Linked DNA regions of Mus musculus: region 1 is linked to region 2. Evidence: chromatin contacts called from public promoter capture Hi-C data. All regions are on one chromosome and are shown on one strand. Each heading gives the region's core, a stretch centred on a gene start, on an enhancer-like site or on the middle of the called end of the contact. The rest is flanking DNA. Distances are from core to core; before and after follow the strand shown. Region 1 holds the start of Camsap3 (calmodulin regulated spectrin-associated protein family, member 3). Region 2 overlaps Arhgef18 (rho/rac guanine nucleotide exchange factor (GEF) 18).

Region 1 (5,234 bases), core at 138-2,637, 190 kb before region 2:
CCAGGACTTGGAGAGCCTTCCCAGGTCTGATAATCCACCTTCCTCATTTGCCCAGTAGGAATGGCCCTAGTCCTTCAGGCCTGTGGGCATGCGGAAGGGAGGAGAAAAGGGGTGGCTTCAATAAGAGAAGGCCTGGCCGCCCGAGCTGCCACCCTAGAACAGCTGGTGAATGAGCCATTTATGCCTACCTGAATCCTCAGGAAAATGTGGCAATAAGTCACAACTGCCAGCCTTTACGGGGCCATCGAGACGAAAGAGTGGTCCCAGACACACCACACACACACACACACACACACACACACACACACACACACACGCTGGCCACCGGCAAGGCAGGGTTTGTGTCCCAGTCACTGAGCTGTAGCTCTGATCTCTTAAAACGCTCCTTGCGGGGTCCAAGCCACCGCGTACACGTTGTGAGGGTAGATAGGGAAGGTGGGGGTAGGAGGAACCATCACAGGCTTCTGATGTGTGTGAAAGGGGAGTTGGCCATGCAGTTAGGCCCTGGGGTCTGAGGAGTGGGGTGGGAGGCGGGAAGCAGAGGACTACCAGGAGACCCTTCCCCCACCACACACAAAATTGGTCTGCAGACCCCACCCCTGCTCACCTGGGGGCTCTGATCCCGGGGTCCCAAGGCGCACAGCCTCTTGGCGGGCCCCACCCCCGACTGCGTTCCAGCGACCCGGGCGGGCAAAGTCCAAGGGCCCCGTCCGAGCAGGAAGCTTGGAGGCCCAGCTTAGCAAAGACCAAAAGCTCGGGGACCCTAGGCAGCCCCGAAGCTATTGTTCCCACGGCCCCGGCTTGGCGCCCCGCCCCCCGCACCTGCCGCGCCCCAGCCTGGCTCCCCCGGTCCCCTCCCCAAAGGCCCTCGGGTTACCTGCTCCCCCGAATGCGGCCCGCAGCACCCACGCCAGACTCGCCGCCGCCTTGGCTCGAGAGAAATCGTACTGGTCCAAAGACTTGATCTCGGGGACCAGGAAAGTCCTCCGCAGTGGCCCGGACCCTGCGGGCGCCGCTTCCACCATGGCGACGCCGGGGTTACGGCCGCCCGGGTCCGCGCGCTCTGATGGGCTGGGCTGCGTGCGCTGCGCTGCGCTGCGCTGCTGCCGAGCCTCCGCCACCCCGAATCGGGTTGCCGCCGCGGCTGCTGCTGTTACTAATAAAGCTGCTGAGGCGCCGCTGAACCAGGTGCGGTCGAGCGCGCTGGCGACGCGGCGTCGACCCCGCCCCAAGGCGGAACCCAGGTGCGCCCCGCCCCCAGATTGGACTCAGTTCTCTCTGGCTCCTGGGTCCACATGGGTCCCCACTGACATTAAAGCTTCCATAGGTCCTCCTGCTGCAAAGGGCGGCAGTGATGGCGGATGAGGGAAGGGCTGCAGAAGAACGCATGTCCCTGTATGCGTTCTCGTGTGTGTGTGTGTGTGTGTGTGTGTGTGTGTGTGTGTGTGTGCGCGCGCGCGCGTGTGTTCCTGCTCACTCCCGGACCCTGGAGAGGCTTAGGGACCCTTTGTCATGGATGTCCATGTAGGCTTTTGATCCCACACATATGCAGGTGGAGTTCACATATGCATATGGAGTTTGTGGCTATTACTATACAGTAAGTTCTAGGCCAACCAGGGCTACACAGCAAGACTCTGTCCTAGTTTAAAAAGAAAATGAATGTGTTTGTATCCACTTGCTTGAGAGTACCTGTGAACATCTCTGTCTATAGGTATCTAGATTTGTGATGTCATCTGTTTGTGAAGGTGACTGTTTCAAACCTGTTGTGGTACAATGGTTTGTATTAAGTGGCTAGGGTTGTGCCCTAGTTGACAGAGTCCTTATCTGGTATGTACAAAACCTTCTCCTCCATCCCAAGCACCAAATAAGCTAGGGATGGTGGTAGGTACATGCCTAGAATCATGGCACTTGGGAAGTGGGAAGAAGAGAATTTTTGTAAGTTCAAGGTGATCCTGGGATACATGAGATAAATAAGTAAAATCAAAGAATTGTGTTGTACAACCTTCTGTGTTCTAAGATTGGAAATGAAGGAAGAGAAAGAGCGGGGGGAGAAAGAATGATGTGAGTCTAAACACATCTATCATATAAGGGTGTAATTGTTGACTCTGTCAGGGCAGGAAGATGGCAGAGATACCAAGTGGGTGTATTTAGGCAGGAGAAAAGCTGTGTATGTGAGATTAGCTCTGTAGGGTTACTAGGTGGATTGCAAATGTCCTGATGTGTACCTTTGATATCTGCAGTATTTGTTGAAGAAAGCCTCTGACTAGATGTAGGTAAGGGTCTGAGAGGATCTGTGTGTTTGCGGGTGTGGTTGTGTGCATGGGGCTTTCTGTGTGTGACTAATGATGTGTAGGTGCATACTTTTTTTTTTTTTTTTTGGTATAAACAGTCTTTTGTGTGTGTGTGTGTTTTCAGGTTCAGCATTCCCAGCTCCATAATACAAATCTATTTATCTACAGAACTGGGTTGGAACACTCACTGTTTGGGGGCCTGTGTTACAGGTGGCTTGAGTGAGGTGAGGCAGAACCTAAGGGACTCCCCTCTGTTGACTAGATGGATCTTAGAAAAAGGCTGGCAGCTATGATTTTATTTTTTTTATTATTTATTTATTTATTTTGGTTTTTCCAGACAGGGTTTCCCTGTGTAACCCTGACTGTCCTGGAATTGACTCTGTAGATCAGGCTGGCCTCAAACTCAGAAATCTACTTGCCTCTGCCTCCCAAATGCTGGGATTAAAGGCATGTGGCACCACTGCCCGGCCCTTGGCAGCTACAAAAACTGCCACATTTTCCTGAGGATTCAGGTGGATATAAATGGTTCACTCACTAGCTGTCCTGGGGTGGCAATCTGGGAGGGCAGGCCTTCTCTTATTGAAGCCACCCCTTTTCTCCTCCCTTCCGCATGCCCACAGGCCTGAAGGACTAGGGCCATTCCTACTGGGCAAATGAGGAAGGTGGATTATCAGACCTGGGAAGGCTCTCCAAGTCCTGGCTTTGGGCAGCTTCACCCACCACAGGACAGAATTGATAGACCTGGTCTGGTTTGGGGAAAATGGGGATGAGGGAGAGGGTTAATTAAGATCTAGGACTTTCTGAGAGAGAGAGAGAGAGAGAGAGAGAGAGAGAGAGAGAGAGAGAGAGAGAGAGAGAAAGAGAGAAAGAGAGAAAGAGAGAAAAGGAGAGGGGGGAAAGACAGAAACAGAGATGCAAAGATGCAGAGAGAGAGAAGACAGAGACAGTGTATGTGAGTGTATGTGAGTGTGTGTGTATGTGAGTGTGTGTGAGTGTGTGTGTGTGAGTGTATATGTGGTGGTGGTGGGAAATGCCCTGCCCTCCTACTGATCTTGGCACTAAGTAGGTGCAGCCCCTCCCCCCACTCCATTGCCTTCCCAGACCAGCCTGTTCCGGGTGTGGGTCTCCTGTGACAGCTGTCCATCAGTTGCTTCTGCACAGTCCTGTCTTTCTCACTTTCTAGTAGTCTCTCTTACCGCTCTCCTCCCTGTGTGGCTGGCCAGCTGCCTCTGACACCTGCACACCCCCAGGGACCTGGGGCCTGAGAAAGAAAAGATTTGGGAGTTGGGACCTCTGTCCCAGCCCCTCACAAGGCCGAGATAATTAGATTAGAAAGGCTGGCTTCCTGAGCTTTTTAATTTTGATTTTTTATCATTGCCTGTGTATGTAAGCGTGGGCATGCACCACAACATGTGGATGGAGGTCAGAGAACCACCACAAAACATCATCCTTGTCACCTGAACACTTCATCGGGTCTTCTGAAATAGGTACCTCTACCCACTGGGCAATCTTGCCAGCCAGGAGCCCAACTCTGTTAAGTCATGGTTGAGTTTGAGGCCCAGCCCTGACCAGGACAGCTGGTGTGGAAGAATAATTCAGGTTCTCTGAACTTCTGTTTCTTTTTTTATTTAAGAAAAAGAAAAAAGAAAAAGGTGTTTGTCCACTTACATATCTGTGCCTGAAATCACATAGAAGTTGCTTGCCTGTGGTGTCATGCAGTGGGTTTTCAACTCCATTACTTGTTTTAAAGTTATATTTATTTTCTTATTGGTGTGTGTGTGGGGGGCACCTATGTGGAGGTCAGAGAACAGCATGGGCCCTGGGGGTCAATCTCAGATTGTTAGACTTGCTGGCAAGCACCTTTCTCTGCTGAGCCATCTTGCTAGCCTGAAACCCCCAGTACTTTTGGGACTAGGTTGTTGAGAGGTGACTTGATTGTCTGATGTGGCACAAGACACAGCTTGGTCAGTGTTCACTATGGCAGCTGCTGTGGCTGGTGAGAGTATTTTATCAGTGCCTCCCAGTGTCTCTTAGGCAGAGGACCGTGCAGAAGTTACTCTGTAAGTTTGCAGAAGGGAAGCCCCTGGAGGGGACCTTCATGCTCAGATTCACACATTTCTCTTCTGTTGACCCAGCCCCTTGCACCATGCAGCATTACTCAGTGGCTGCAGCTGGCTCAGGATCAGATTCAGCTCTCAGCTACCTGTGTCTCCCTCCCAGACAAGGAGGTGGGGGCTGGGGGGAGATGCTGAGGAACAGATCAAGGCCAGGTCATCTTTAAAATATAGTTATTAGGGGCCCGTGGCGCCGGCAAGATGGGCAAGTGTCGTGGTCTCCGAACTGCCCGGAAGCTCCGCAGTCACCGACGGGATCAGAAGTGGCATGACAAACAGTACAAGAAAGCCCACTTGGGCACAGCCCTGAAGGCCAATCCGTTTGGGGGTGCCTCTCATGCAAAGGGAATTGTGCTGGAAAAAGTAGGGGTTGAGGCCAAACAGCCAAATTCTGCCATCAGGAAGTGCGTCAGGGTGCAGCTCATTAAGAACGGGAAGAAGATCACAGCGTTCGTGCCCAATGATGGCTGCCTGAACTTCATTGAGGAAAATGATGAAGTTCTGGTTGCTGGATTTCGTCGAAAAGGTCATGCTGTAGGTGATATTCCTGGAGTCCGCTTTAAGGTGGTTAAAGTAGCCAATGTTTCTCTGTTGGCTCTATACAAAGGCAAGAAAGAAAGGCCAAGATCATAAAATTTGACAATGGAAACACAGTAATAAATTTTCATATTCTGAAAAAAAAAATATAGTTATTAGTGTGTGTGCGTGTGTGTGTGTGTGTGTGTGTGTGTGTGTGTGTGTGTGTGCCTGCCTCTGGGTGTCCCAGGGCTTGTGTGGCAGTCAGACAGGTTAGGGTTTTTTGTTCTCCTTGCTCCTTGGTTGTGTAGGT
Region 2 (5,189 bases), core at 1,861-4,360:
AACCAGGGGCTGGGGCAATGGCCCAGTGGCTAGGAGTTCATACTATTCCTGCAGGGGATCAGGCCTTGGTTCCCAGTGCCTATAAGGTGGCTCACAACTTTCTGTAACTCCCCGTCCAGGGAACCTGACACCCTGTTCTGGTACACATTCGTATTTGCAGGCAAACAATACTCACACACGTAAAAAAGTGAAAAGAAATAAACCTCTGAAACAAAGCAAACAGGCAACCTAGATTTTGAACTATGGAGGTCCTAGCAAAACAACTCCCCCACTTCAGGTAGGCATCCCCAGAAGTATAGCTGCTTTTCTTCTGAGTTTTTATTTATTTATATTTTTAAAGCCAGTACCTATGTAAGCCCAGGCTGGCCCCGAATTCTCTTACATAGCCCAGGGATGAGCCTGAGTTGCAGGTACCTTTTGTGTTTTGTTTTCATTTGTTTCCAAGACAGAGGCTCACCTACCCCAGGCTGGCCTTAAACTCACTATGTAGCTGAGGATGACCATGAACTGATCCTCCTGCCTCTACCTGCAGAGAGCCGGGATGATGGGTGAACACTAACATGGGTTTCTCTTTTACATTATACTGGGTTTCAATCTTTTTAAAAATGTTATGTTGACTCAGTTGGTCACTCAGACATCAAAACTGGGTGGTAAGATGGCCAACCAGTAAAGGTGCTGCCTGCAAGCCCAGCAACCTGAGCTCCATCTTCAGGATCAACATGGTGGAAGGAGACAATGACCCTCATAAGTTGCCCTCTGATGGTCACTCAATTAATAAATGAATAAATGTAATAAAAGTATTCTTAGATAAAATCAAGGTTAGAGTCTGGAAATAATGAAAGCAGCCCGTTACAGAAGATAGACATGTTCAGTGACAGTGACTGCATATCAAAAAGCTCCAAGCCCCACCCACCCCTCTACGGAAAAGAGGTGGGACGGTCAAGAGCACTGGCTGTCCTTGCAGAAGACCCAGATTCAGTTCTCTGCACTCACACCTTGTGGTTCGCAGCTGCCTGTATCTCCAGCCTCAGGAACCCGATTCCCTCTTCTGGCCTCCATTGCTGATACATGTATGCAGTGTATAGACATCGTTCAGGGAAATAGTCACGTGTGAAAATAAAAATAACTCTTAAAACAGAGGGACAGAGCCAAGCTTTATTGGTGAAATAAAGAATGTGTGTCAGCAGAGGTGGCCAGAAGGAGGGCGAATACTTGAAGAGCTCAGTACTTTTTTCTTTCAGTGAATAGAAAAGCAACCTGCCCTGGGCAGGAACCAAACCTTGTACACAGAATGCCCTCCTCCTGGGGGGTGGGGGGAGGATCTCTTTTCTTAATGACTTTGGAAATGAGTGTTTTGACCCACTGCATTCTGGAAAAATACACCAAATGGAGTCAGGGTAGGGGAATCCCAGAAAGATCTGCTGCGGGAGGGACGCTCTGGTCTGAACTTGCCCAAGGTAAGTGAATCTTTCCGACGAGGACGTAGGGAGTAGAATAACTAGAAGGTCTTATTGTTTTTAGCCTCGGATGGAAGGTTGGCAAGATGGCTCGTCAGATAAAGGGAATTGCTGCCATGTCCTATAAACTGAGTTTGGTTCCCAGGATTGACACGGTGGAAGGAGAGAACTGACTCTCCCAAAATGTCCTTTAACCTCCACATATGGCCCTACCCATAAATCAATAACCTGGTAGTCCCTGAACTCTGGTGTTTTTGTTTTTTGTTTTTTTGAGACAGGGTTTCTCTGTGTAGCCCTGGCTGTCCTGGAACTCACTCTGTAGACCAGGCTGGCTGACTCAGAAATCCACCTGCCTCTGCCTCCCAAGTGCTAGGATTAAAGGCGTGCACCACCACACCCAGCCCCTGAACTCTCTGTTAACCCATGCCCTGGACCCCATGCAGGAAGAGTGGGTCCACACCATCACCCAGATTCTGAGACACTAAGTCAGCTGTCCCCTGTCTTAGTCAGGGTTTCTATTCCTGCACAAACATCATGACCAAGAAGCACATGGGAGGAAAGGGCTTATCCAGCTTACATTTCCACATTGCTGTTCATCACTAAAGGAAGTCAGGACTGGAACTCAAGCAGGTCAGAAAGCAGGAGCTGATGCAGAGGCCATGGAGGGATGTTCCTTGCTGGCTTGCTTCCCCTGGCTCGCTCAGCCTGCTCTCTTATAGAACCAAGACTACCAGCTCAGAGATGGTCCCACCCACAAGGGGACACCCCCCCCCCCTTGATCACTAATTGAGAAAATGCCTTATAGCTGGATCTCATGGAGGCATTTCCTCAACTGAAGCTCCTTTCTCTATGATAACTCCAGTTGTGTCAAGTTGACACAAAACTAGCCAGTACACCCTCTATCTCATTTGTGGCCTTCACACCTCAACTTTTACAGCGCCACACAGCCTAGAGACAGAACTGTAGAAAGGCCAAATCTAAGGGGTAGGGAGACGGCTGGGGTAGTAAAGTGCTTGCTGGGCAAGCATGAGGACTTCATGTAAAAAAGCCAGGCTATGGGAGTATGCTCCTATCATCCCAGCTTTGGGGAGGTGGAGACGGGCACAAGCATGCACACAAACACACCCCAACCTCATTCGCATTCACCCTTACCACAAACACTGACCAACAATGATTCATGGGTCAGACAGTTTTAATTTGTAAATGAAGTCTTATTGGAACAAGGTCACGTCTTCATTTTCTCCTTTCTCTATTCCAACTCCTCTATCCCCTGCACCACATTCTCCTCCCAATTTCCTGTGCTCTTTAAAAAACAAAAAACAAAAATTAAAAACAAAACAAAACAAACAAAAAACCCCAAACTTGTGGTGCACACTCACTGTTGCTGATATGTATGTACCTGGTGACAGGAGCACGGGTAGCCTTTCAGGGACCACATCTGTGAAGAACCCCAACTCTCCTTCCAACTGTCAGTGACTTCTCAGTTAGGGGTAGCACTTCATGAGCCCTTCCCTGTCCTCACTGAGACGTTGGCTGGTTTGAGCTTGTGCAGGCCACTTTGCAGAGAAGTTTGCTGGTCCCTCTACTGTATCTAATTAGCTTGTTCTGGAAGGGAGGGCCAATTCCACCAGGCAGGGATCAGTGGGAGGTGAGGGAACACCCATTATTATTATGCTTGACAGCAGAAGAGATTAGAGTGAGGGAAATGCAGAGGGAATTAACTATGGGCAATCATCCTGAGCGCCAGAGTGCTAAGCCTGCAAACTGGGAGCAGGCATTTTGTTCTCTGAGCACCTTAACTTCCCCACAAGCCTAAGGAGGCTACAACAGCTTAGAGGCTAAAAACACTGGCTGTGCATGCAGAGGACCTGGGCTCAATTACCAGCATGGGCATGGAGGCACACAACTGTCCACAATTCCAGTTCCAGGGTAGCCAATGCCTTCTGACCTCCACAGGCACCAGGCACAAATATGGTCCATTACACGCACACCAAGAAAAAAACACTCACGCACATAAAATTAAGATGAATATTAAACCTTTAATCCCAGCACTTGGGAGGCAGAGGCAGGCGGATTTCTGAGTTCGAAGCCAGCCTGGTCCACAGAGTAAGTTCCAGGACAGCCAGGGTTACACAGAGAAACTGTCTCGAAAAACCAAAAAAAAAAAAAAAAAAAAAGAGAATTAAAAATTTTTAAAGAAGCTTCTAACATAAAAAGAAGAATGCCAAGTATTCATGTAAGTAAATGGGGCTAGCAAGATGGCTCAGTGAGTAAAGAGGATTGCTGCCAAGCCTGGCCACTTAAGTTCGATCCCCAGGCCCAGGCCCAGGCCCAGGCCCAGGCCCCATATGGTGGAAGTTGAGAATTGAGCCATGCAAGTTGTCATCTGACCTCCACACAAGCCTTCCTGCCATACAAAATAAGTAAAAATGCACTAAAATTTTTTAAATGTAAATCAGTAGCTAATTCCTATGGCAGGAAAATTCCAGAACTTTGCAAAGGCCTCCGTTAGCATCCTTTTTACAACTAAAATGGTGTGAGCTTGAATATATTTTAACATATCCGGCGTGTATCAAGGTCAGGGTGCAACCTGGGAGGGGGGTTGATGGGAGGGACATTTTCTTCCCCCCACCTTTGTCTTTAAAGATAGAGTCTTGTCCTTTCCCGTTTTCACATGTGTGAATGGGTGTGTGTGAATGTGTGTTCATGTTTTCCATGCATGTGGATACACATATGTGTATGGGTGTCAGTACAAGGGGTGTGTGTGTCATGTTCAAGCAAGCATTTGGAGGCCTGGGATTGCCATTGGGAATCACACACAATTAGTCTTCCACATTATTCACTGAGGCAGAGGCTCCCAGTAGAAGCAAGGGCTCACCAGTATGGCTAGTCTCCATAGTCAGTTTGCTCTCGGGGTCCCTTATCTCTGCTTCCTGAGGCCAGAATCACAGGTGTATTGCCAACCTTTCATTTATGTGGGTTCCGGGTCTGAAGATGATCAAATTCTGGTCCTTCCCCCTGAGCAACAAACAGTCTAACCATTTTCCAGCCCCTTTAAGGTGGTTACCTGGGGGCTGGAAAGAGTATGAACCGCAGGGACAAACATGAGTATCTGACACACTACGATACAATGTATCCATTTATTTATGAATCTTTTGAAGCAGGTTCTCATGTAGCACAGGATGGCCCTTGAATTCATGATGAAGCTGAAGATACCTTGAAACTCTTGGTTCTTCTGTCTCTAACTCCCATATGCTAAAGTTATATGCCAGTGTCTCCACAGCGGCTTCACTTTTACATTTGAGGTGGGGCATGTGTGCCAAAGTCATCAGGCTTAGCAGCAAGCACCTTTACCTGACGAGTCACCTAGTTGGCCCTCAATTATTCTTTACCGTAAATTATCTCCAGAGAGCCCGGGACTCTAAAGAGTTTGACACCCTCATCATTGCTTCCTTTTTGGATTAAGTGAGTCTAAATCTACTACCTGAACTTCAAAATGCTGGGAGAGTATTGTACATAGTTCTCACTGAGAGAGGCTAGAAGCCAAGGGTTCTGGAGGGGGCAAATGCGTCAACTGGCATAGTGTGAGGATCTGAATTGGATCCCGGTACCCACTTTAAAAGCTAGGCTATGACCCCAGTGCTGGGTATACAGAGACAGGAAGATCCCTGCAGCCTGGGGGCTGTGTCCAGCAAGTACACGGACCAGAGTTCAGATCTCCAGCAACCACCT

The links. Promoter capture Hi-C pulls out the DNA fragments that hold promoters and counts their contacts.
Region 1: a contact with region 2 is called in a promoter capture Hi-C map of embryonic stem cells, with 7 read pairs. The contact joins the promoter of Camsap3 here to the enhancer-like site in region 2. A contact is called at or near these places in 1 of 39 promoter capture datasets (embryonic stem cells), 3 of 484 Hi-C or Micro-C datasets (embryonic stem cells and nephron progenitors), 4 of 115 datasets of contacts at active chromatin or transcription factors (embryonic stem cells and stem cell-derived neural progenitor cells) and 2 of 9 other capture datasets (adipose tissue and pancreatic islet).

Annotation. Positions count from the first base shown.
Region 1 is chr8:3,583,603-3,588,836 of GRCm38.p6, reverse strand. It overlaps Camsap3 (calmodulin regulated spectrin-associated protein family, member 3), which reads right to left and starts at 1,387. Exons shown (of 17, transcript NM_027171.3): 1 at 878-1,387. The coding sequence starts at 1,025. Rps23rg1 (ribosomal protein S23, retrogene 1) reads right to left here. Exons shown (of 6, transcript NM_001024728.2): 6 at 4,061-5,002. The coding sequence ends at 4,583. It also overlaps the pseudogene Rps23-ps2.
Region 2 is chr8:3,398,677-3,403,865 of GRCm38.p6, reverse strand. All of the region lies in intron 10 of Arhgef18 (rho/rac guanine nucleotide exchange factor (GEF) 18), which reads right to left. Among named protein-coding and RNA genes, the nearest start is that of Gm46029, 26 kb to the left of the region's middle. Within about 2 kb of position 3,110, at least 10 of the 459 cell types and tissues checked have an H3K27ac peak or open chromatin away from gene starts, as enhancers often do. A contact at or near this core is called in embryonic stem cells, where this site is marked.